Linked DNA regions of Mus musculus: region 2 is linked to region 1. Evidence: chromatin contacts called from public promoter capture Hi-C data. All regions are on one chromosome and are shown on one strand. The core of a region is the stretch at or near the end of the contact, and the rest is flanking DNA. Distances in the headings are between cores, read along the strand shown.

Region 1 (5,130 bases), core at 1,037-3,536:
CCTTGTGGGTGGGACCATCTCAGGGCTGGTAGTCTTGGTTCTATAAGAAAGCAGGCTGAGCAAGCCAGGTGAGGCAAGCCAGTAAAGAACATCCCTCCATGGCCTCTGCATCAGCTCCTGCTCCCTGACCTGCTTGAGTTCCAGTCCTGACATCCTTTGGTGATGAACAGCAGCATGGAAGTGTAAGCCGAATAAACCCTTTCCTCCCCAACTTGCTTCTTGGTTATGATGTTTGTGCAGGAATAGAAACCCTGACTAAGACAAATTGGTACCAGCAGAGTGGGGTATTCCTGTGACAACCTGACCATGTTTTGGGGAGGACTGTGGAAGGACTTTGGAACTTTGGGCTTGAAGATCCATCCATTGTTAAGAGCTCTGTCGGATGTTGTGTAGGAGCTTGGGAGATAATGTTGAGAACAGTGCAGAAGATGGAGGCCTGGCTTGTGAAGTTTCAGAGGGAAAATTAAAGACTCTTTTCAGGGCCATTGCTATTTTGGAGTTTGATTATTCTGTGGTTCTGGTTAGCTGGGACTGAAGAATCAGTTGTGATTAACAAGATACCAGAACTACTAAAGCAAAACCTTTGCATTACTGGGACTATTGATGCTGGTTAGCTGGAGCTAAGAAATTAGCGGTGATTAAGAAGAGACCAGCATCATTGAGGTGACAACTTCTGGGAAGTGTTTTCTGAAAGCACAAAGAGGCTGTGTTCCAGAGATGGCCAAGGTTGTACTCCTGCTGCAGCAGGACTTGGTAATATGTAAGGGTCACCCAGGTGGTACTGGTTTTGAAGGCATGAAGGGGTCACGCAAAGCAGCTGAGGCTCGGCACTGTGAGAGGCCATGGAAGACCATTGGTGAGGGTGCAGCCTCAGTTGCAAATGAAGGCCCAGGACTGAAGGGGTCATGCAGTGTTTTGGAGATGCCAGTACCATGAGATGACCACCAAGAGCAGCAGCAGCAGTGGAGTACAGGCATCTGGAGCCTAGAGGATGATGTGTGTGCTACAAAGGGCCTGGCTGGAGAAGTGACCCAAGCCCTTGGAGGAGCCCAGAAGATTGTGAGTTGGATCCCAGACATTGGACGGTTGGAGATTGACTTTTGCTTTTGATTGTGACTGTGCCCTGATATTTTCCCTCTTGAAGGAAGAAACTGTTTTAGTGGAGCCCACAGTTAAGAGACTTTTAATTGTAAAAAGACTTTGGATTTTAAAAGAGATGGATATTTTAAAGAGATTGAAATTTTAAGAATATGTAAAGACTGTGGGACTTTTAAAGTTATTTAGAATGGGGATGAATAAGATTGTAAGAGTTGAGGCTTACTAGTGATGTGTTTGTGTGTCAAGTTGACAAGGGGTCAATTGTACTGGCTAGTTTTGTGTCAACTTGACACAGCTGGAGTTATCACAGAGAAAGGAGCTTCATTTGAGGAAATGCCTCCATGAGATGCAATTGTAAGGCATTTTCTCAATTAGTGATCAAGGGGGAAAGGCCCCTTGTGGGTGGGACCATCTCAGGGCTGGTAGTCTTGGTTCTATAAGAAAGCAGGCTGAGCAAGCCAGGTGAGGCAAGCCAGTAAAGAACATCCCTCCATGGCCTCTGCATCAGCTCCTGCTCCCTGACCTGCTTGAGTTCCAGTCCTGACATCCTTTGGTGATGAACAGCAGCATGGAAGTGTAAGCCGAATAAACCCTTTCCTCCCCAACTTGCTTCTTGGTTATGATGTTTGTGCAGGAATAGAAACCCTGACTAAGACAGTTAGGTTAGGTTGGGTTAGGTTAGGAGACAGAGGCAGGTGGATCTTGTATTTCGAGGGCAGCCTGGTCTACAGAGTGAGTTCCAGGACAGCCAAAGGTACACAGAAAAACTGTGTCTTGAAAAACCAGAGAAGCATTTTCTGTTTTTACAGAGGACCTGGGTTTCCCAGCAATTACATGGCAGTTCACAAGTATGTGTGAGTCTTCCTTTTTAAAGTGTCCATATATCTAACACCAGGGCATCCAATGATCTCTTCTGACCTCTAGGATATCAGACTTGCACATGGTGGGCACACACACACACATGCAGGTATGATACTCACATATGTAAAACAAATCCACATAAATCCCCTTTTCAAAAGTCTCATGTTCTCAGTATCTTTGCGCTGTACTCAAATGTAGATTAGCATGGCCTTCTCAAACTGTTCTGCTGAGAAATCAGGACAGTACTCTCCTTTGTACCTTAACTCCCTTGTTCCCAACTGTTGCAAATACGGTGACTATTAATTTGGTCCACGTCCACAGATAGCAAGGGAGAGCACACCAGACTCCGAGTCCGTTCAGACTGCGCACTTCACAGCTGAGACCCAGGGCAGGTAAGTCACTTGATATTTCTGAGTCTGAAGATCTTAGATGTCTTTTAACTACTGCAGGAGGTAGATCATCCGGCACAATGCTACCTGCGTAAAGGTGCTTCGTAAAAATGAAAAACAAAACAAAACTGGCTTTGGTTTGGTTCCTAGAGAGTTTGTGTAGACTCTAGAAGTCTGCTTCCCTTTTGCAACATCCCTAATTTCCCCTCTTCTCAATTCTCCTGGCTGCTACTTCAGCTTCAGGTTTAAGCCCCTCTGGAAATTGAAGTCACTCTGAGTGTGTGACTTCTTTTTCTCATGCTCAGAGCCATTTAAATGGAGGACTGGGTACACTGTTATGCGTGCCTGGAATGACCCAATGAAATTCATTACTGGCTAAAAAACAATCCATAAGAAGATGATGTCGGTAACTTCTTGATTTGGAGAGAGTTTAATCTTTTCACGTTGGATATCACTGGTTAAATGGCCTTTACTTCATATACTGACTATGCTGTTGAGCACACGCATGCTTGCTTAGGATGAAAGATACAACTTCAAACAAGTCAGAAGTGTGAAGGGAACAGCACAGTTGAATCCTCTAAGGGTCTAAGATGAAAGAATCGGACCTTTGTAGGTGGGACTGACCAAGTTTTCTCTCTTTATTCTAGCCATTTCGGTCTGACATGGCGGAAAAACCAACTAACACGTCGGTGCCAATACCTGGCAGTGAAGATCCAGTTGAGTGCATCTTTTGTATATGATATATGCGTTATGCACTTCAATAAGTAGTTTCAAAATGACTGGCTCTAAGTTGATTCAGGTCCTGACAGCTAAAGAGGCTTGCTATCTTTGGGAACAGATCATGAACCTTACTATTGGTTAGATTTAAATGTAAATGGTGGTTTAAACAATTGTCAGAATGTTTCTTGACTTTGTTGGTATGTGTGTGTGTGTGTGTGTGTGTGTGTGTGCCTGCACACGTGTATGCAAAACATTCTCATTTAAAAGCAAAGGAGACTAAATCAAGATTTAAAGTCACTCTAGGGGTGTTTTTAGTTTTGTATCACTATAACAAAGTACTTCATGGATAAAGAGGTGCAGAGACCCACTCACTGTCCCGAGCTATTCATATTGTCCTCAGCCCCTCCCACTGCATCCTTCCTCCCCATTTGGGAAAGCCCAGGAAAGGAAGGAGGCCCTGTTACAGCAGTGTGGGATCTTCCTCTCCCTAAGTCCAGGAGATAATAGCTAATCAGTATCTGGTCAGATGACTAGCTGGAGAAGATTTTCTACCATGCTGTAGCTTGTTTCTCCACTTGTCAATCATTTCCTTCCCTGTGCAGAAGACTTCTAACTTACTGAAACCCTACCCACCAATCTGCCTTTCACAACTCTGGTATTCTGGGACTTTGGTGCATGAAATGATTGCAACATCTCTTTCCCCATACCCCAGCTGGCTATCTGAGCTGCCAGTCTTCAAGGAAATCATTTACTTTCCATGTCACAGATCAGTTTCTGAACTGCAAGAAGCCCTCAGTGGGTTTGTAGCAGATATTTTTCCACCAAGGGAAAACTATGCTTCTAGGCTGAGTTGGGAGAATACTGTTGAGTTCTCCCAGTGACAAGAAAACCGGGAGCTGTGACTCCTACAGAGACAAGTTCAGGGGTCTTCTCAAGATAGCTCCCCAGGATGCTTCTGTATCTTCTTAGAGAACTCAGCACTTCTTTTTTTGTTTTCTTGAGGCAGGTCCTGGAACTTATTCTGTAGACCAGGCTGGCTCCACCTGCCCTTGCCTCTGCCTCCTGAGTCATGGAATTAAAGGCACAGGCTACCATAGACCTGGCTCACAAACACAGAACTTCTTGAGAGCCAGTTCCTATGGGGATCCCATTGTCACTGTCTGAAGAGGGAGTGTTTCAGCACAGCATGGCTCCTGTGATGGGTCCATTTAGGTGCTCTCTCATTTCTCACCCTGTTCTCTGCTAAGTGGCGGCGTCATTAGTTCTGGGGCTCCCTCAGTTCCACTGTCTAAGGTCTCCTGAGTTTCTCCAAGCTTGTCTGAACTTTTGGGCAGCCCTCTAGGTGTTTGGATTCAACCCACAGGAGAAATTGGTGAGTGCAAGGGCTCTAACCTGCCAGCTTGGATCTGTCTAGTGTCCTTTTATATTTTTATGAGGTCTGTTATAATGTATCCCTTTTCATCTTTGACTTTGTTTACCCAAGTCTTCACTGTATTTTTCTTCACCAAAATGCATACTAAACAACTATAGTAAAACATTTAAAAATTCTTCATCAGATATTACTTCAATACCATTTTCTTTGGGAACTACTGTTAGAGAGTTACTGTGTTCTTTTGGAACTGCCAGGTTACTTAAAAAACCATATTTCTTATGCACCTGCATTCATATTTGTATGTGTGTTAGGTCATCTGTCTTGACCACATTTAAAAGTGACACAGTATGTATCTTGGTGTTTGAATTTGTTGTGTGTCTTGGCTTTGATTCTAAGTAGACATGACTGTCTCACTAAAGCATCTATGGCTATAATTGATAGATTTAGGGATAGTTCATGCTGTGATTGATTTGAAGAGAGCCTGTTGCTAAGGGACACTAGGGGTGGGGACATTCTAGCTATTCACACAAGTGTGGTGCACACAACTATGAGTGTACAGTATCTTTTTAATGGCCACTCTGATGTTAGTAGCAGTGGCACTGAAAGTGGCACCAGGCTGGCCTTGAATTCAGAGATCTACCTGCCTCTGCCTCTGCTTCCTGAGTGTAGCATTAAAGGTGTGCACCACAA
Region 2 (4,801 bases), core at 74-2,573, 170 kb before region 1:
TTCAATTCCCAGCAACTACATGGTGGCTCACAAACCATCTGTAATGGCATCCGATGCCCTCCTCTGGTATGTCTAAAGACAGCTACAGTGTACTCACATACATAAAATAAAAAACTTAAAAAAAAAAAGTCATGCTTGGTGTTGCACCCTATAGTGCCAACACACAAGCAGAAGCAGGAGTGCAAGTGTGGAGGCCTCTTGGTCTGCACGGTTTCTGGGTCGTCAGAGTTGTGTAATAAGAGTCTTGTCTTCACTGGGCAATGGTAGCACACGAGTTTAATCCCAGCACTTGGGAGGCAGAGGAGGCAGGCAAATTTCTGAGTTCAAGGCCACCCTGGTCTACAGAGTGAATTCCAATACAGCCAGGACTATACAGAGAAACCCTATCTCCAAATAAAAGACTCTTGTCTTCAAAAAATAACAATGTATTCCTTTCAAAGCTGGTGTTGCCAGGCTGGAGAGATGCATGGCTCATGTGAAGAGCACTTGCTACTCTTTCAGAGGACCTGAGTTCAGTTTTCCATACTCATAGTGGCTATAATGGTCTGTAACTCCAGTTCTGGGGGGGGGGGTCTAATGCCCTCGCTGATGTCTGAGCATATAAGACATTCCTGTATTACAGATACATACTGCCAGCAAAAGACTCATACACATAAAATCGCAAAAAAAACAGGGCTAGAGAACCTGGCTCATTCCTTAAGATCATAAACTGCTTTTCCAGAATTCGATCTCCAGCACCCATGTAGCAAACAACCAGCTATAATTCCAGCTGCAGAAAAACCCAACACCTGGCTTGGGCAGGCACTAATACTCATATCCACATACAGATAGATATGCTGTGATGGTTTGTATATGCTTGGTCTGGGGAGTGGCACTATTAGGAGGTGTGGGAGGGGAGAGGGGGTAGAGAAAAAAAAGTTGCCTTGATCATGGTGTCTGTTCACAGCAGTAAAGCCCTAACTAAGAAATACACACTCATACACATAATTAAAAGTTTGCTTGTTTGTCTTTGGTTTCTCCAGACCAGGTTTCTATGTCTAACTCTGGCTGTTGTGGAAATCACTCAAACTCAAAAGATCTACCTGCCTCTGCCTCCTAAGTGTTCTCCAACACATTGGCTCAGCAAAAGCCAATATTTAAAAAAAACCAAAAGGCTTTGTCTCCTCTGAGCCATTTGCTTTATCCCTGCCACATGTGCTTTCCCCAGGCTCCGCCAGGTGTCACCCCTGATGTAGTTCTGCCCCAGGCCTAGCCCTGCTGGACCTTGGCCTGCATCCCAGGTTTGCAGTTGTGATTTATTTTTGGCAGGCCAGCCTTCCATCACCAAGTACCAAAGTTCCGCAAGAGGAGCAAGACAGCAACTCCAATAAGTGTCTGCTCAGGACACAGCTTCAGCCCTTTGTGGTCTGCTGTCTCCCAAGGGCTCCAGGACCTTTGGAATTCTTGTCACTTCCATTCAAGGGCCTACAAGGACCTCACGGTGAGTAGCCAGGCAGTAGATGGGAGCAATGGGGTTGTGAGGCAAAGACAGGAACCCCTTCCAGGTCTGTTTGACCCATTTCCCCTTAATCCTGGGAGAGCACGGATTCTCAGAGCACCTGTCAGGCAGTTACCTACAGATCATGGATCGGTTGTGTTCTCTGATTAGCTTTCTGGGATATCAAATTCCAAAACATTAGACTATCTATTCTCATTTAGAACACCTCCACACCCCTAGGGAGTCTTGGAACAAGTGTCAGGGGATAATGAAACAGTAAATCCAGATCCATGGTTGGCTCAAGTCAGGCCTTAAGAACAGGGAGATGGACACACGTATATTATCAGAAAGGGTAAACACAGCCAGAATTTGACCAGCCTGGCTCAGGCTGGCATCCTGGTGTGAGCCAAGAATTGCTCTGAACTCAATCACGCAAGGGATCTGCTGTGCCTAGATAATAAGTGAGGGGCATTACATGCCCATCTTGGGCCTTTAGAATGGCCTTTCAGCAAACAGGCTTGTTTTTCAAGGCATACTAACACCTTCAGGCTCTGTTGGCTGTTGATAGGGTCAGCACACAGGCCTGTTTCCTGCTATTGGCAAAGGAGACAGTTGTTATTCTAAACCTTCTTCTGGTAACCAGGCACCCAGTCGCTGGACACCAGGCTTCCTGCAAAGGCCAGCTTGAGGCAGCCAGCACTGCCGCTTGGCTGGTCAGCAAATTGGGCCCCTTGGGAGACCAAGCTTTCTTGGAAGTGGACATGAAGCATGTACCCTTTGCCTGCTTGCCTCTTCCTATTGCTGGGTGATTTTTCTGCCTTTCTCAAACCCTGGGTCTGGAGCAGGAATTCAGTTTCCTGGTAGGAGCCTCTATGTCCCTGGAACAAGATAGGCCAGCTTAGCTTCTCCACATCCAAGATTGAGCACCCTGACTCAGGGCTGTGGGGGATGTGGTGCGGTGGCGGTGGGGGTGGGGCATAGCTCAGCTCAGTCAGTGGCAGAGTGCTTGCCTAGCATACTCAACACCCTGGGTTTTATCCCTAGCACCTAAAGATAAAAATAAGACGGGCTGGAGAGATGGCTCGGTGGTTAAGAACACTGGCTGCTCTTCCAGAGGACCTGGGTTCAATCCCAGCCCCCACGTGGCAGCTCATTACTGCCCTCGGCTCCAGTTCCAGGGGATCCGACACCTTCACACAGATACCATGACACATAAAATTAAATTTTTTTTTTAAAGCAAAGTAGAAATAAGAGTAACCGACTCATGCCAGGCATGGAGACACATGCCTTTGATGACAGCACTAGGAATGCAGAGGCACAAAGATCTATTTATCTATGAGTTTTAGGCCAGCCAGGGCAACATAGTGAGACCCTGTCTCAAAAGGAAAAAAACAAAAAAAAAACAAAAAAAACCTTACAGTGTTGTCCACTCTGCTCCAGGACTACTGGGGTCTTGCTTGCCATTGCTAGGTAGGATCTACGGTATCCATCAGCTAAGACTTATACAGTGCATCACCTGTCCATTGAATCATACCCAGCACTTGCCACACACCGGTGCTGGGCAGAAGGCACAGAGACATCTAAGCATCACAGTCTAATGGGAGGTTATAGCAGAGGCTGAGACCAAGCATTACTCGTCCAGCTCCAGTACAGAGCTTGGCTTTTTTTTTTTTTTTAAGTAAGATTATCTTGATTTTACATGTATGACTGTTCTATGTGTGCACCACATGTCTGCCTGGTCCTGATAGAGGCCAGCAGAGGGCACCTCATTCCCTGGAACTAGAATTATAGATGGTTGTGAGCTGCTCTGTGGGTGCTGGGAATTTGAACCTGGGCCGCTGAAACAGCAGCCAGTGCTTGTAGCCACTAAGCTTTTTTTCAATATCCAGCTGCCCTCACTCCCCCTTTTTTTATTGATACAAGGTCTCATGTAGCCCTGGCTGGCCTAGAACTTGCTATATAGATCTCACTAGCTACTAGGTCTGTTTTCTTCTTCTTTTCCTTCCTTCCTTCCTCCCTCCCTCCCTCCCTCCCCCCCTCTCTCTCTCTTTCTTTCTTTCTTTCTTTCTTTCTTTCTTTCTTTCTTTCTTTCTTTCTTTGTTTCTTTCTCTCTCTTCTTTCTTTCCTCTCTCTCTCTCTCTTTCTGTTATTTAAGACAGTGTCTTCTTATCTCACCTTGGTGACTAGGCTGGCCTGGAACATACAGAGATCTGCCTGTCTGCTGTGCCCAGCATACCCCCAGTGTTTAGCTTATTTCATGGCTATTAGCCAAGAGTGATGATAGCCCATGCCTGTAAACCTAATGGCAGGAGAATCACAAGCTTTAGGGTTAGCTGGGCTACGTAATTAATCTTAATTGTAAGCCAGCCTGGGCTGTAGAGTGAGGTCTAGCTCAACAATGGGCTTTTTAATATTTATCTTTCCCCAGCTTTCTGGCCCACTCCCATTCTTAGAAGTGTCTTTCTCCCGGGCGGTGGTGCATGCCTTTAATCCCAGCACTTGGGAGGCAGAGGCAGGCAGATTTCTGAGTTCCAGGCCAGCCTGGTCGACAGAGTGAGTTCCAGGACAGACAGGGCTACACAGAGAAACCCTGTCTTGTCGAAACCACTGTCTCCTGTGTGAGATACGTTTCGAACCGGAGCTCCACCATTATGGCTCCACCATGTGGTCGACACCTCTGTCTCCTGCGGGAGATATGTGTCCGACCCGGAGTTCATTAAACTACCTCATGCTTTTACATCAAAAAAAAAAAAAAAAAAAAGAAACCCTGTCTTGGAAAAAAAAAGTGTCTTTCTTTTTCTCAATAAGCTGTCTCTATTCCCTTAGAAAACAAAACACAGGGGAGGGTATGGGGGACTTTTGGGATAGCATTGGAAATGTAAATGAGGAAAATACCTAATAAAAATAAAAATTAAAAAAAATTTAAAAAATTTTAAAAAGTAAGACTTCAAAATCAAAAAAAAAAAAAAAAAAAAGAAAAAAAAAAAAGAAAACAAAACACACTCCCCTCCCTCCCCCAAGAAAAAACCCACTAACCTCTAAGGGCACCAGACACACGTGTGGTACACAAACATACATAAGGGTGAAACGCTTGTACTCCAATAAAAATAAAATTGGTCAGGAAATGAAAGGCATAGATGTTCTGCCATATGGGGAGGAGCTAAGGGCTGAGAAACGGGGAGGGGGGCCGGGGGTGGTGGTGGTGAGAGTGCAGAATACAGCGCATGGGCATGATGGCACAGACCAGACCTGAAACCCTGCACTTGGGAAGTCGAAAGATCAGGAGTTCAAGATCAGTTTCAGCTACAGGCAAGTTTAGGGACA

What was found. Promoter capture Hi-C pulls out the DNA fragments that hold promoters and counts their contacts.
Region 2: a promoter capture Hi-C map of liver shows a contact between it and region 1, with 2.7 times the contacts expected there. The contact joins the promoter of Phkg1 here to the promoter of Septin14 in region 1. A contact is called at or near these places in 15 of 39 promoter capture datasets (the 3T3-L1 cell line, 3T3-L1-derived adipocytes, the SN4741 cell line and 11 more), 3 of 484 Hi-C or Micro-C datasets (CD4 T cells, muscle stem cells and regulatory T cells), 2 of 115 datasets of contacts at active chromatin or transcription factors (embryonic stem cells and extraembryonic endoderm stem cells) and 3 of 9 other capture datasets (adipose tissue, liver and pancreatic islet).

Annotation. Positions count from the first base shown.
Region 1 is chr5:129,702,140-129,707,269 of GRCm38.p6, reverse strand. It overlaps Septin14 (septin 14), which reads left to right and starts at 2,286. Exons shown (of 10, transcript NM_028826.2): 1 at 2,286-2,351; 2 at 2,996-3,064. The coding sequence starts at 3,011.
Region 2 is chr5:129,875,610-129,880,410 of GRCm38.p6, reverse strand. It overlaps Phkg1 (phosphorylase kinase gamma 1), which reads left to right and starts at 1,323. Exons shown (of 10, transcript NM_011079.3): 1 at 1,323-1,480.